2 separate regions of the Rattus norvegicus genome follow, and region 2 is linked to region 1. Evidence: chromatin contacts called from public Hi-C data. All regions are on one chromosome and are shown on one strand. Each heading gives the region's core, a stretch centred on a gene start, on an enhancer-like site or on the middle of the called end of the contact. The rest is flanking DNA. Distances are from core to core; before and after follow the strand shown.

Region 1 (7,606 bases), core at 2,135-4,634:
AGGACCTCTGGAAGCGCAGTCAGTGCTCTTAACCACTGAGCCATGTCTCTAGCCCTTTCCACATTTCTTGTATTTGGTGTGCCCGTACACATTGTTTCATGTGTGGGGGTACCTCTGTGTGTGTGTGTGTGTGTGTGTGTGTGTGTGTGTGTGTGTGTGCGCGTGCGTGTGTGTAGGCTAACAGTTGATGTCCAGAATCTTCTCTTTTGCTATTCCAGTTTATTCATGAAGACAGCGTCTCTCAATCAAACCCAAGGCAGGATGGTACGGTTAGTATTGCAGGCTAGCTCGTTTTGGGGATCCAGTGTCTGCCTTCCCAGGCTGAAATCCCAAGAGGGCTGCCATGCCCACTCAGCATGTATTCTGGGTATCCAGTCTTAACTCCAGAGCTGAAAGTGCTTGAACCACAGAGCCATCTCCCAAGACCCTGGTCATTTATTCTTTTTCTATCCATACTGGCCTGGAACTTACTATATAGTCCACGATGGCCTGTAAATCAGTGAGATCCTCCTGCCTCATTCTCTCAGCTTCTGAGAGTATAGGTGCCCACCACATCCTGTTGCCATTGCTGTCATTTTCCAAGTGCCTTTATAACTTTGGGAAAGTCTCAAGTCTACAGGACATGCTGAGGAAGGATACATGAACAGCAGCCCTGGTACCTACCTCCTCTCTGCACATTGCTGCCCCAAGCCTTTTTACCTGGAATACTGCCCAAATGGCCCTGTGGCCACAAGCACTTCTTTGATTCATTTTTCATATTGTGTAATTAAACAGATGATTAACTTCAACCCTTGCACCACAGAAACAAAACAAGAATATATTAAAACGTTACATTGCTTGACATCGTAGCACACATCTTTAATCCCAGCCTTTGAGAAACGAGAGTCAGGAAGAAGATCTTTGTGCGTTCCAGGCATAGTGAGACCCTGTCTCAAAACGAAACAAAAAAAAAAAAAACAAAACAAAACCATTCTATGTTAGGCACTAGGTAGACAGATGCTCAAGGGACGGGCAGGCATGAAGGTGCGGCTACTACCAAGGACACAAGGACAGGACCATGACGACCAGGTAGTCCAAGCTTCCAAGTGACACCCTGTCTCAAAAGGGGATAGAGCGGAGAATGTTACAAGAGGAATTTAAAGAATGGAGAATATAATACATAGTTAACAGCTAGAGAGAGAGAGATAACAGCTTAAAAAAAAAAAAAAAAGAGGGATGGAGAGATGGCTCAGTGGTTAAGGGCACTCACTGCTCTTCCAGAGGTCCTGAGTTCAATTCCCAGCAACCACATGGTGGCTCACAACCATCTGTAATGGGATCTGATGCCCTCTTCTGGCCTGTCTGAAGACAGCTACAGTGTATTCATATACATATAATAAAAAAATCATTAAAAAAAAAAAAGAGAGAGTCCCTGGTAGGTTGAACAAGGGATGAGTAGGTGGGGGGTGCATTTGGAGAAGTCATACCACAGTAAGGAACTGACTGCAATGTAATGGCAGTCACTAAAGAGTTCCAGTGTTTTCAATAGAGCATTGGCTGTTTGGAGGAATATTTAGAAAGGAGGTCTGGATGGGGCAGTACACGCCTTTAATGTTTGAATGCTTTAACCAGGCTTGAGAGTTTGAGACCGAGCCCGGCTACACAAGAAAACCCTGTCTCAAAAAAAACTAAACAAAACAAAAACACTAAAAAGAAAGAGAATCTGAAATGTTGTATGTAGTACAGCAATTTAAAGACAACTTTGTAACAAGCAAAGGCTACATCCCATTTCTAACTCCACTCTGATGTTACTCCTAAAGGTGCTTGATACTGACACCAGGAAGGACTACAAGTTGTCTTTCTTCCACGCCAGTGTTCATGGTGGCCCACAGCCCCCATCCCCACCCCCCAAATAAAAATAAGACTATTTTCAGTAAAACAAAACAAAAAAATTCAAAGCACAGGTATCCTCTGCTTTTGGACCTAGTTGACCCAGCAGCCCACAGAGCCTTTCATATTTGGCCCTTATATTTTTGCGGGTTCTCTTCTAAGCAGTGCCAATCACCAAAAGTCATGGCAGAAAAACTAGACTGGCTTCATGATCCTATTTTTCAGAACTGATTGAGGAAGGCAAGTGGAGTGTCAGGGCCAAGGATTTACTGCATTAGCTTTTTGTGTGTGTGTGTGTTTCTATTACATGTATTTATTTACTGGGAAGTAGAGGTGTGCCGGTGCTCCTCGTGGGAAGGTCAAACTACAACTTACAGGAAGACGCTAACTTTCTCTTTCCATTACAGGGAAAGAACTCGTGTCTTCAGGTTTGGTCAAGTGCCTTTACACACTGAGCCATCTCAGATCCTCTTTAACTGTTTCCCCTACTCCCATCCCTTCTTTCTCTGCAGCCCATTCTCCAAGCAGCAGCCTTTCTTTAACCATGCTACTCCTTACTGGCGATCTCAGGTTGGATCGGGCGTTAAAAACACCTAGTTGACCCTGCCCACCTCTAAATCCTACGTCGATTGGACTCCTTATTTGCATTCTCCTAGAGGCCCTATCTTTTCTAGGCCTTTTACAAACCTACCTTTTCCTGAAATGTCACCACCCAACTCTTCCTGCTTCCACTCCCCAAACGCTGCGCTCACCCAGCCAAGAAGTGTTGGGCGTTTAAATTTCTGCCTCCATCAGAAAGCAGAAACTCACTGTCAAACTACTTCAATCTCCAGTTAATAAAGAATGAATGAAGGTAGGCGGAAGGCTTCAGGAACAGAAGGTGCGTGTTTTAGTGTATAAAACACGGCTAGCAACCCTTATCTACAGTGCTGCTTAGTTTAAAGAAAAAAAACCCCACTAATATCCAATAAATGTGAGACGAAGTTAAATCTGATCGGTGGCCAGTATGAAATACATTCCTCGTACGCCCGGGGGAAACGATCACCCCCGCCCTAAACACGCTGAGTCGTGGCAGCCCGAGCGCCTGCGTGGTCCCTCCAAAGTGACTGGATCACCAAAAAGCCTGAACCATTAAGAAGGCCTCAGCGTTCACCCAGCCGTGGGAAGGAACCCCTTATAGAAGGCCGGAGTAGGCCCAGCGGCCGCGGCCCACGTGCGCGACAAGCGCAGCCCCGTGCGGGAACGTTCCCTCTGCGCGTCCTCCCGGTACTCTATGGTGTTCTCGGCCCAGGCTCTCATTCTAGTTCCGGTCTCTATGGCGGCGGAGGCCGGAGAAGCTGTGGGTCGGGCGAATTAGTCGCTAAAGGTACCAATGAGAGCACAGGAGCCGCGCAGCGTGAGCCAATAGGTGCTAGAGACCCGGTCAGGTGGTGAGATGGACAACGATGTAGGCCAATGGGAGAGGACGAGGGCGGGTCTACCGCGGGGCTTATCCCGCCCGTCCCGCCATTCTCGCTAGTTCGATCGGTAGCGGGAGCGGAGAGCGGACCCCAGAGAGCCCTGAGAGCCCCACCGCCGCCGCCGGCCTAGTCACCATCACACCCGGGAGGAGCCGCAGCCGTCGCCGCCGGCCCCAGTCACCATCACCGCAACCATGAGCAGCGAGGCCGAGACCCAGCAGCCGCCCGCCGCCCCCGCCGCCGCCCTCAGCGCCGCCGACACCAAGCCCGGCTCCACGGGCAGCGGCGCGGGTAGTGGCGGCCCGGGCGGCCTCACATCGGCGGCGCCCGCCGGCGGGGACAAGAAGGTCATCGGTGAGCGCCAGAAGGGCCCGGGGGTGGGGCCGCGGAGCCAGACCGTTAGGCGACGCGGCCCGAGCCACCGACTACGCGGCCGCCCCTCCCCCCGGGGCTCGCGGCGCGCGCACACCGGGATCCCGCCGCTGCTCCGGCCGCTGCCGCCCCTCCCCCGCGCCCACCCGCCCCGGGGCCTCGTGCTCGGGGTCCCCGCCCCGCCGCCTACGCAGCCGGAGCAGCGCGGGCTGCTTTCCCAGCCCTCACGTGCTCGCCTCCCGGGCGCACACCCACCTCGGACCCGCGCTACCCGGCGCACCCACGTGTGCGGCGAGGGCGGCGGCCCGGGCCTGCGGCCGGATCCTGGACGGACTTCCAGGGCCAGCTGGTGATTGGACGTTGTTGTGCTTTGTTTTCCAGCAACGAAGGTTTTGGGAACAGTAAAATGGTTCAATGTAAGGAACGGATACGGTTTCATCAACAGGTGAGATGCCGGTGTAGAAAGCTCGGGTCCGCCTCCTGCATGGGCAGTCTTCATGGGCTGGAGCCGCCACGGGCATGACAGGGTGGGGGATTGGGACCTTGGGTTACTGGATTAGTGGGTCCGTAGACTTGCTTTGTTTTGCCGTTACGTACCAATCTTGAGCTAGCCTCAAAGCTTTTGCACAAAGCAGGTCAAGGCAAGCGCGGCGCATGAACCATGCCCTAACAGTTACCTTGCATCAAACTGAGGCAACTCCAGGCTAAGCACGTTTTTAACCTTGACATCCTTTTCTGCTTCTTTGAAATTGCTATGTGAGAATGTGACCCACTAATTAACATACAGATGATCTTTCACCTTGTTAACCTCTCGGGAAACGTGATTTGACATGTCAAGTGCCTGAGATGTTATCTGTACTATGAGGTTCTGTTGCCTTTGTTTAGAAGACTCAAATATGCAGTCCAATTTAGTACCTCGAACACATTTTCTTTAGCCAAAGAGGGCTCTTATTTGTCCAGACGGCAAGTAATACATCTGAAAGGAAATGGTTCTTCCTCATTTTTTATGTCTCCTACTTCCTTGTCAGGAATCATGTTGATCAAATCAATTTTTCTTAAGCTTGGCTATATCTTGTTGGAGTGGCCTTAAGTGCTTGGGAACTTCGCCTTGCTGGTATTTGGCGTAGAGTTGTAAACTATATCTTCATATCCAGAGAAGGATTTGTAGACGGCGGTGTTAAGTGCAGTCAGTGCCTGCACTCTGGGCTCACAAGGGAGCCCGGCATCTTTTTCAAGATGGCTGCCAAGGCTAGTGCAGTTGCATGGGTGTAGAGCACGGCGAGTGCCAGCAGCAATCCTGGCCGTACAGCTGTGAGACTTGGCGCCATTTCAGCATTTTCTCTCTTACATGCTCGCTTAGAAGGCGTTAAATAAGTAGATGGAGAAAAGAACGCTGAAGAGCGGCACAGTGCTTGTGAATGGGCAGCAGCTAGGCTTTTTATCGGAGTGATGAAAAAACGTTCACTGAGCCACACACCAGTTGTGGAAACACTCAAGCAAAAGCTATTACAATCACTTAATGTCTGTACTCTACAGTTGCAGTTAGAAGGAAACATTTTGTTTTTCCAGACTAAGATTTCTCCTGTCGCTGGCAGTTAGCCTTCCTGACCACCGATACATTTTCCATGTTTTTTTTTTTCCCCCAGAGGGTTACTAGTGAGCAAAGAAGACTGTAATGCTTTGGTGCTTGTGCTAGTTGGTTTCCTGGTGGCTGCTGTTCGTGGGTTGGTTGAGATTTCCACCTGATGGTCCCAGGTGATGCCAGAGTGGTCTGCATTCGCCTTCCAAAGGACAGTGTTAACCCTCGCCCCATTATAGCTAGCTAGCTAGCCCTCCTTAGCAGCCCTTCCAGTTGGGTAAATTGTAGTATTTGTGTGCATTTAATACCTTTTAATATTTGCCCGGGCTTGTCACTTATTTTTTTTTTTGAAGCAGTATCTATCGGAGATGAGTCTATCTCGGTTGTTTTATATTGTGCGTTATGACCATGCCCTTAATATCAACTTAGTTGATCATCCTTCCAGGCAAGTTAAATGTAATTGGCCTTGATGACTTTGTTACACTGGCTTAACCTCAATTACTGATTTAACTGGTTAGAGAATGTGCTTTGTTTCTAAGCAGGTCTTTGTATTAATGCTGCGGGTTTTAGATGAGATAGAAGTTTGTCCTAGTTAGGAAAAGTATAGAATACCAGACACTGGAAACACTTGACTCCAGATGTGGTGAGCCCATGTAGAATGGGGGATACAGTATTGGCACTGACTGGGTTTTTTTTTTTCCCAGAGCTGGGGACCAAACCCAGGGCCTTGCGCTTCCTAGGCAAGCGCTCTACCACTGAGCTAAATCCCCAACCCCCTGACTGGGTTTTAAATTTTAGAAACTTTAGCTTTTTTATAATCTACATAGAAGATTTCATCTCTGCTTTTAGAGAGAGGTTTGTTGACTGAGGTGAATTCTTACAGCCTGGTCAGAGTCCTAAGGTTTTTATTTTCAATCACTGCTGGTTTTGTTGTAAATTTTTCAAATAAAGAGACTGGGGCTTTAACTTCTTTGGTGTATAGAGTGTCTAGTGTGCCTAAACCCCTGAGTTTGATCCATACACTGCATAAAAAAGCATGGTGATCCCAGGGGGCAGGCTATCAGGAGCCCACTCCCTCAGTGAATTTAAGGACAGCCTGGATTGCATATCAAGACCCTGTCCTCACCCTCCTGAAAAACTTGAATAATGCCTGGGGTGGTGGTATATGCCTTTAGTCCTGCATTCAAGCTGAAGAGTTCAAGGACAGCCAAGGCTCCACAGAGACCCAGTTTCAAACAACAAAGAACCACCATAGAGGCATAATAATGTAGGAATTGAAAAAAATTATTTGCTTTATCCCTTCCTAGATTATGTTGACAGCCCCCCCCCCCCCAAAAGGGCATGTAACTTAAACTATTTGCATCTCTTCCCCAAATAACTATTTGAGTTTAGGTTCTTATTCCTGAACACTTGTTTGGAGAAAAATGCGCATCAAGAACGTTTTCAGTGGAGCGGTTTCTTTATGGGGCAGAAGTTAGGGTTGGGATTATGGCTCAGTGATGGGGTTCAGCATTCATTCAGAACGACACAGAGGTTCTGCTTGTCGCTCAGCCTTTATTTACATCATCACTATCTTTTTTCTTTGAACCACAGTCTGTTGCTTTATCTATAAGTACACTGTAGCTGTCTTCAGACACACCAGAAGAGAGCATCAGATCCCATTACAGATGGTTGTGAGCCACCATGTGGTTGCTGGGGACTGAACTCAGGACCTCTGAAAGGGCAGTCAGTGTTCTTCCCCCCCCCCCCCCCAGCTGGGGACCGAACCCAGGGCCTTGCGCTTGCTAGGCAAGCACTCTACCACTGAGCTAAATCCCCAAACCCCACAGTCTGTTACTTTAAAAAAGTAAGTGCACGCTTGTGTGTGAGAACATGTCTGTGCTATAAGCACTTGTACAGGTCAGAAAACAGACTGCATCTGAATTTGACATGGCTTCTGGGGGTTTGGACTCTGTTGTCAGGTTTGCACTGCAAGCATTTTCTCCAGGTGAACTATCTTCCCTGGCCCAATCTGTTCATGTAATTCTTACGTTGCTAACTGCCATCTCTGCCTGACCCATGTACATAGGCTTTTTCACCTGTGGTCTAAAAAGGTTAGCTTTGTCTTTAAAACTCAATGCTCAGTGTAAGTCTCCCTTTTTGGGGTTTCCATGTATGTAACTAGTTACTGCAATAACAGTGGTGTCAGATTTAAGTGATTTAATCAGACTTAAAAACCTTGGAGATTTAGATACTATATATATCCCTTGGAAACACAGATTTGAGTGATTTGTCCCATAAAAACAGGAAGTTGTAGGAGCAGGATTTGAACTTATTATTATTATTC
Region 2 (7,606 bases), core at 3,117-5,616, 240 kb before region 1:
GACAGTGAAACTTCAAGACTTGGTTCTTTCCATTCCTAGCTAATTACCATAGGCAATTTATTTTACCTTTCAGTGTCCATTTCCTTATCTGTAAAAATCTCATAATAAAATCTACTACTCAGAGATTGCTTTAAGAATCATATAATGAAAGTATTCTGAACACTTTGTTGCTAAAATAAGATCTCAAAATGTTAATCATTATTAACATTATCATCACATTAAACACCAATAAAGTTCTAAAGGAAGGACAAAAATACATTTTGTTTGAACAGAGCAAATGAATAACAAAATTCTGCTAAGTCTTCACTCTAAGTCCCAAAGACTCATAAAAATTCAGTAACTCCCAGGTTGGGTGTGGTGGCTCATCCTTTTACTATACCCCAACACTAAAAAGATAGAGGCAGAATAACTTCAAGTTCAAGGGCAGGCTTGACTGAAATCCAAGTTCAAGGACAGCCAGAGAAACACAACAGAACTTTTTGGTTTTTTGTCCTTTTTGCAAAAAAGGAGACACTAAAAAGAAAAAAAATGAGATGATTTCCCCAAGTGATAGGAATTTCCCAGTCCCCTTAATTCTCCAGGGATTTACACAGGAATGGATCCTTTAAGTAAGAGTGGTGGAATTGGCAAAAATAAATGACAATGACATCTGCTCCAGTATTTTAAGTGCAATCAATCCTGGCCAAGTCACCTAACCTAGCTTTTCATCCTAAAGATGTTTTTCCTACACCACAGGTTTGCTGTGTGATCAAATGAGATAATATATGAAAATACATATAAATCACACGCTACACATGCTTAAGGACCAATTATGACTTACTTTTACCTTTAGCTCCTAATGCCTACTAGAGCACAGTAGAGTTTATTAGACTAAAAATGAAGTCAGAATTAGGAGAGTGAAGTTGATAGAGTGAAGGGTTTAAATGAATTAAGAATGGATTAAAAAAAGCACAGTATATCCAGACTGTAGAATATCTGGCTTTTATAAAAGGGGCTGAGACACTAACACATACCAGTATCAACAACCCTTAAAACAAGGGCAAAGTCAGACACAAAAGTCTGTCAGTGTGAAACAGTGTGACCCTTAGGTGTTTGAAGGGGAATGCCTTTAATTCGGGCCTCAGGAGGCAGAGGAAGACAGATCTCTGAATTTGAAGCCAGTCTGGTCTACATAGAGAGTTCCAGAACAGTCAGGACCCTGTTTCAAAAAAGAAAAAAGAAAAGAAGGAAAGGAAAAACAAACAAGAACTTTCTTCAGAACACTAGTTTCCCTGGACAGATAGCACATTGGTTAAGAGCACTGACTGCTGAGTTCAATTCCCAGAAACCACATGATGCCTCACAACCATCTGCATTGGGATCGAGATCCAATGCCCTCTTCTGGTGTGTCTAAAGACAGCTATAGTTTATTCACATACATAAAATAAATAAATCTAAAAAGAACATTAGTTTCTTTTTTGGTTTGATAGGTTTGCAGTAGGTAGTCCTAACTGCCCTGGAACTCAGAGATACTCTTACTCCTCTGTTTCCCAAGTGCTGGGATAAAAGGCATAGAACACTAGTTTCTTTTCCAAAGATAAACTCCATTTTTGATCATTGAATAACTCTGATATGATCAATAAGAAGAAGAAGAAGAATACCACCACCAGAGGAAACCTTAACCAGCATAAAATCTCTACAGATTGGTGAAAACCTAATTTGTCATGTTACCTTTCTTTTAAAATTCCTTCTTGTCTAGTTCATCCATCTTTGCATTAAGGTCAGAGTCTGAATTTTAAAACTGAATTAAATATTGTCAACAATCCTACTTTGTAGAAAATCTTCCTGTTCTTGGCTTCTGTGACAGAAATTACTTCTTGGTTCTTCTCAGAATGCTTTATTTTTCTATTAGCCTACTGTAAAACCCCAAATTCTGCAGGTTTCCCCCACTATACAGTATCTCTCCTGAAAAACATCTATTCAAGTGTTTTACTATACCACTTACAGGCCCATCCCTGCAAACCTACAGCTCACCTGACTGCGCACCACACAGGTATATGTAAAAGCTGACAATTCTGGGAACACTGTAAACCATTCAATAAACGCTATTATTTTATTTTCACAACCAGTCTCTTATGTCAGACTATTATTCCTAAAACTCTCCAAGAATATTCTAGTCAGGTTGCCTTTTCCTGCACACTCAGCTGACATAGACCTACCTCAGGTACATCGTTCCACTGTCTTAAGAAAGCACTATGGCAGCCTATCAAACCAAATCTCCTATCCTGACAGATCCTCAGCCAAGGTTCCTATTACTCACCAATGCAATGCTCTGTGACAGCCCTGTAATCTCCTAAACACACCTGTCTCCTCACCTTTTTTTTTTGTGAAAATTCCTTTTTCACACCATTTATTTGGTCATATTATTTCAAATATAAGTCTGCTGTTATTTAATACACAAAATGATGAGTAAAGCTGATTCTCCATAAGCAGACAACTGCTCCTCCTTTTCAACACAAGTTGAAGCTTTCAGACACTAGTATTTTAGTCCTTGTCTCTATATATCTTACTTCACAGCACTGTGTTTTACAGAAGTATACAAATGCTGACTGCCCTGTTATAAAAATATGTCTGAGTATATCAGAACATTCTATTTTTCACCGCCCCACCCATACTTAGCATAATGAAAACAGAATCTGTATTTAAATACTTTTATTCGGGGCTGGGGATTTAGCTCAGTGGTAGAGCGCTTATCTAGGAAGCGCAAGGCCCTGGGTTCGGTCCCCAGCTCCGAAAAAAAGAACCAAAAAAAAAAAAAAAAAAAAACTTTTATTCTACATAGAAGGAAAAGGAAGAATATGCTGACACTTGTATCAAATAAAAAAGGAAAGGCACTATCAGAAATACATTTTAAGGCTACAATGTAGGCAGGTAGGCAGTTACAGTAGTAACACAGCCTGTAATTTCAGTACTTGGGAGGTGAAGGCAAGACAAGAGTTCAAAGTCAGCCCTAACCACAGTGTATTAGAGGTCAACCTGGTCTACATAAGACTGTCTAAAATTAAAATGAAAAAAGGAAAAACTTCAGTGTGAAAAACAAGAGAATACTGGAAATTTTCACATCAAAAAGAGTGACTTCAAAATAGTAATTTTTATTTCACCCAAACAAACTGAAAACCAAAATAAACATTCTTGACCTCATCCACAAACCACCTAATAAAGTCATTGGGAACTCCCAGCAGCACAAAACAGAGCAAGATCTACCTCAATCCAATACAAAACCAAACAGAAAAGAGCTTCAAGTTCATCTTAAACAAAAAACTCAAAAACTAAATAACATCTACATATCCCTTCCTAACATAAACATAGAGATAACTTGGCCCCCCAAAAAATGAGCAGCTATCGTTTTCTCCATAAATACTGTGGTTTAAAAACACTAAAAAGCGTCACTGCTCCTGTAAAGAGAGCAATCTATGGTCTCCAAAGAGGGAAAGATGTAAACAGTTAACCTGGAAGAGATATTAAAGGAAGGTTGGGTGGGAGACCCGTATTTAAAAGTGTTTAAAAAACAAAACAAAACAAAAAAAAAACAGAGCCCAATAGTACCTAGTGCATTTTAGAAACGTGGACTAAAAGAACTTTCAAAACAGCAAGCGGGACTACCTAGTGCCTCTACTAGAGAATAATCTACGTGCATCATGCCCAATGGAGCATGCATGCTTTCTCACTAGGGAACAAAACACAAGGAAGAAATAAAGACAAATGAACAGTGAAAGGCGAAAAGCAGCCCACCAGTTTCGAGCTCCCTGTCACGACTCATTCAGAAATCCAGCAACAACTTGAGCCCTGCATCAACACGGACTAGAAAATACTAGGCCAAAGAGACACAACCAAGTAGAATAGAGAAACCGTACACACCAACACATCAGTAGCAAGCGCTTGTCTCTGGAGGACTGAGTAGTAGAGAAAAGAGCAAGAGCTACTGGAGTTGAAAAGGTGTCAATGAACTAAGGTCTGGTATGTCCCCTACTAGTCTCAATTTCGTAAGAGTACAACTCTTGATTCTTCCATCAAACAACAGTCATCCTCGACAAGACAAACTGACCTTAACATCTTCCACGCTGCCCAGAAGAAATCACAGGGTAGACGGGGGGTAAAGCACGAGGGAAAAACATCTTGACCAACTGCAAAAAATGGACGGGGTGGGAGGGACGGGACACTACCACGTGGGCAGGATGCAACACACGCAGGACAGCAGCAACACGTCCGCATGCGAAGTCTGCCTTTGCCCCAATGCCAGAGAAGGACGCAGGGACAGGATAGGACAGAAGATGGGACCCTCGCCCCAGCCTCCTCACCCCCGCAGGGTACCCGCGGCCCACGAGGCACTGACCCCCGTCCCGGCAGAATAGCGCCCAGAGCGCGCATCGCGCCGGGAACCGGACGAGCCCGGGCCAGGGGCAGGTCACGGAGCGATGAGGGCGCGACTGTCGCGGTCCTCCGCGGCCCCGGCATCCGCACCGCGGGCCCACCTGGGGGAGGGGCGGGCGCGAGCGGCATTGAGCTGAGGGGCAGCGGCAGCTGAGGAGCGGCGCCGCGGGCGAGGGAGGGCCGCGCCACCAGGCCGGCCCAGCCCTGCGCCCACCGCCGGCCACTGGGAGCGTGCGCTGAGGACAGCGAGCGCCGCTCGCCCAGGGCAGCCCCCGCCCGCGTCCCGGGAGATGCCCCAGCCCCGCCTCCCCGCCCGCCGCCCCAGCCCCGACGAGACCCTGGCGACGCGTGCTCACCTCAGGCTGCGCAGGCCCGGACGGCCCGGCCGAGCCCCCGGCCGCTGCGTGCGTCTCTGTTCCCCGCGAAAGGTCCCAACGGCGCCCTCAGCGAGCGGCCCAGGCCGGGAGCGGCGCCGAGAGCGGCGGCGGCGGCGGCGGCGGCGGCGGGAGCAGCCAACATCCGGGGCCGCGCACCCGGAACTACTTCCCGGCCCTCTCCCTCCCACCCCCGCCTCCCGCGACGTCTCAGCGCTCCCGGCCGGGCGTCCTCGGCGCCACGGCCCGCCCCGTCGCTGCAGCGGCAATTTGCGAGGGATCCCTCCGCGGGGACAAGTAGTGCCTCTAGGCTCTCGCGGTTCTGCCTCCGTGCGGCCAGCGGGAACCGGCGGTGGGGGGTGCGGAGAGCCTTGCAGTGCTTGCGCCTCAGGCGTGAGAGCTGCCGAGGCGTCCCTGGCCCCTCTCTCGGGATTCCAACTCCTGAGGAATGCGCCTCGTGACCTCCCAGCCTTCCAGCCTCTTGTCACTGCGCGGCCCCGACAAGCACACAGCGCAGATTTTCCCGGCCGCCACTGGGGCGCTTTGGACCTTGCTTGGGGACACGCGTCCTTCGGAATGTCAAGAACCCGGGTTCGAGGCCCCTCCCTACCCAGGCATGTCATCTTGTCATTACCCCTGCCGCGTCACCCTCTCCATCTCGAGTTAGCTAGCCAGGTCGTGACCTCGTTATCAACAGGTGGAGCGTTTAGTAGGGTTGTTCAGACTTCCGGTAAACTTTGGACTTTCCCTCAGTCTTCAGTGATCCTACCTTTGAACTATTAGCGCTGACAACCTGCCCTGTCCTTATACACTTAATTACCTTGGGAGGTATTATTTGCTGCGCAGATGCTGTATTAAGTCACGTACTCTTCCCTGCAGCCTCAAGAACAATTGGGAACTTAAAGCATTTGCTCAGGATTTGGGCATTTGATGGGTAGATGGATGTCAGTGAGTTTGGTTGAAAGAGAAGGCAAAGATCTAAGAGAATGACCCTGGTGACTTTGCTGAGCTAAGACATCGTGAAACCATCCCTCCATTCCTTTATCACGCATTGAACACTTTCGTCTGGCAAGCATCTCCAGGCAATGGGGATTCAAAGTACTCACTTCTCTCCAGAATACTCCAGTGAGACGGACTTAAAAAGTTATTGTACCAGGCACTACTTTAGTGCTTAAGATGAATCAGTGAACAGAAAGGGGATGTAGGTGGTACTATCATTCCCTCTCAGACAGAGAGAAAGGTGATAAAAATAAAAAGAATTATGTAATAATGTTAGAGAACGTTGAATGAAACGAGGAAAAAGTGGTCAGGACAGAGCTGTGTGAAACACTAAAAGGATAGTCCTTTTAAAAAGAGCTGCTTCGGGGGTTGGGGATTTAGCTCAGTGGTAGAGCGCTTGCCTAGCAAGCGCAAGGCCCTGGGTTCGGTCCTCAGCTCCGGGGGGAGAGGGGGGGATTAAAAAGAGCTGCCTTGGTGAGCCACAATAATGAGGCAACTTGAATCAGAGGCCTGAAAGAAGTGAAGGGATTCAGTGTAACTGGTTAAATCATCCTGGCAGTGTTAGGAAGTAGTGAGGCCAGGAGAGGTCAAAGATAAGGACAGAGGGAGATCTTGTGGGCTAAACTGTCTCTATAGAGCTTTAAACAGTAAACACTCTGCTTAGCGTACAGGATAGGAAGTCAGAGGTGACATTACCCAGGGTGGAGGTGATAACCTAAGTACCACACAGGAAAATAGGATACAGGTTTTTATACTTTAAAGTTATCCGTCTAGGGGCTAGCAAGATGGCTCAACAGGTACAGGAGATTGCTGCACAAGCCTAGTGACCAGAACTTAATCCCTGGAATCCATGTAAGGGTAGAAAAGAACCAATCTCACAAGGTTGTCTCTGACCACACACACGCACACATACACCACAATAAATAATTTGAAAAATAATTCATTGGGTTGGGGATTTAGCTCAGTGGTAGAGCGCTTGCCTAGGAAGCGCAAGGCCCTGGGTTCGGTCCCCAGCTCCGAAAAAAAAAGAACCAAAAAAAAAAAAAAAAAAAGAAAAATAATTCATCTAGATGTATGTTTATAACTTCAGCTCTGGAGAAACTGGCAGGAGGATCATGAGTTTGAGGCCACCCTAGGCCACATGAACCCTGTCTCAACAACAGAGAATTCATAGTCTAGTGGGAAATAAGAAAATTGATTACATAACACTATGACAAGGAGAACATAGTCCCAAAGAGGATGCCCCCACTGACCCCCTTGCCAACTTTCTGGGAAAGGGTAGACTGTCCCAGAGCTCCAGAAAGAATTGGAATTACCTGACTTGCTGGTCAATCAAGTGGATCCTTAGTTGAACATAATTAACATTAGCCTTCCCAGCCTCTTAAGTCTCAAAGTTCACCTTTTTCCTAGGCTATAGACAAAGGAAAACTAAAGAGCAGCCCGGGTACTGCTCTTAAAGAGATGGGTATAGCTGTTTCCATTTGTAGGAGGGGTAAACAAGCCAGGTGTCACCAGAATTTAACATGAAGCTTAGATCAGGATCATGAAAGACCAGTCAGGAATCTCTCTGAGAAACTTAAGTACCCATTCACTACCTCTGTAATGGTTTTTCCTGGTTATCAGCTTGACTATATCTGGAATGAACTGCAATCCAGAATTGGAGGGCACACCCATGATCCAGATCTTGAGGCTGGAAGAGACAAGTTTATGACCTGGATCTTAGCATAGGAATCTTGAGGCATAGTGGCCATGAAAAGCTTAGGCCCAGGCAAGGTAGTATATGCCTTTAATCCAGGAGACTGAGGCAAGGAGATCTCTGAGTT

What was found. Hi-C and Micro-C count contacts between places; a contact is called where the count stands out from the background.
Region 2: a Hi-C map of kidney shows a contact between it and region 1, with 2.6 times the contacts expected there. The contact joins the promoter of Foxj3 here to the promoter of Ybx1 in region 1. A contact is called at or near these places in 1 of 12 Hi-C or Micro-C datasets (kidney) and 1 of 1 datasets of contacts at active chromatin or transcription factors (oligodendrocytes).

What each region holds. Positions count from the first base shown.
Region 1 is chr5:138,179,966-138,187,571 of GRCr8, reverse strand. Ybx1 (Y box binding protein 1) reads left to right here and starts at 3,384. Exons shown (of 8, transcript NM_031563.4): 1 at 3,384-3,683; 2 at 4,083-4,146. The coding sequence starts at 3,524.
Region 2 is chr5:138,422,923-138,430,528 of GRCr8, reverse strand. Foxj3 (forkhead box J3) reads right to left here and starts at 4,366. Exons shown (of 13, transcript NM_001107971.4): 1 at 4,085-4,366.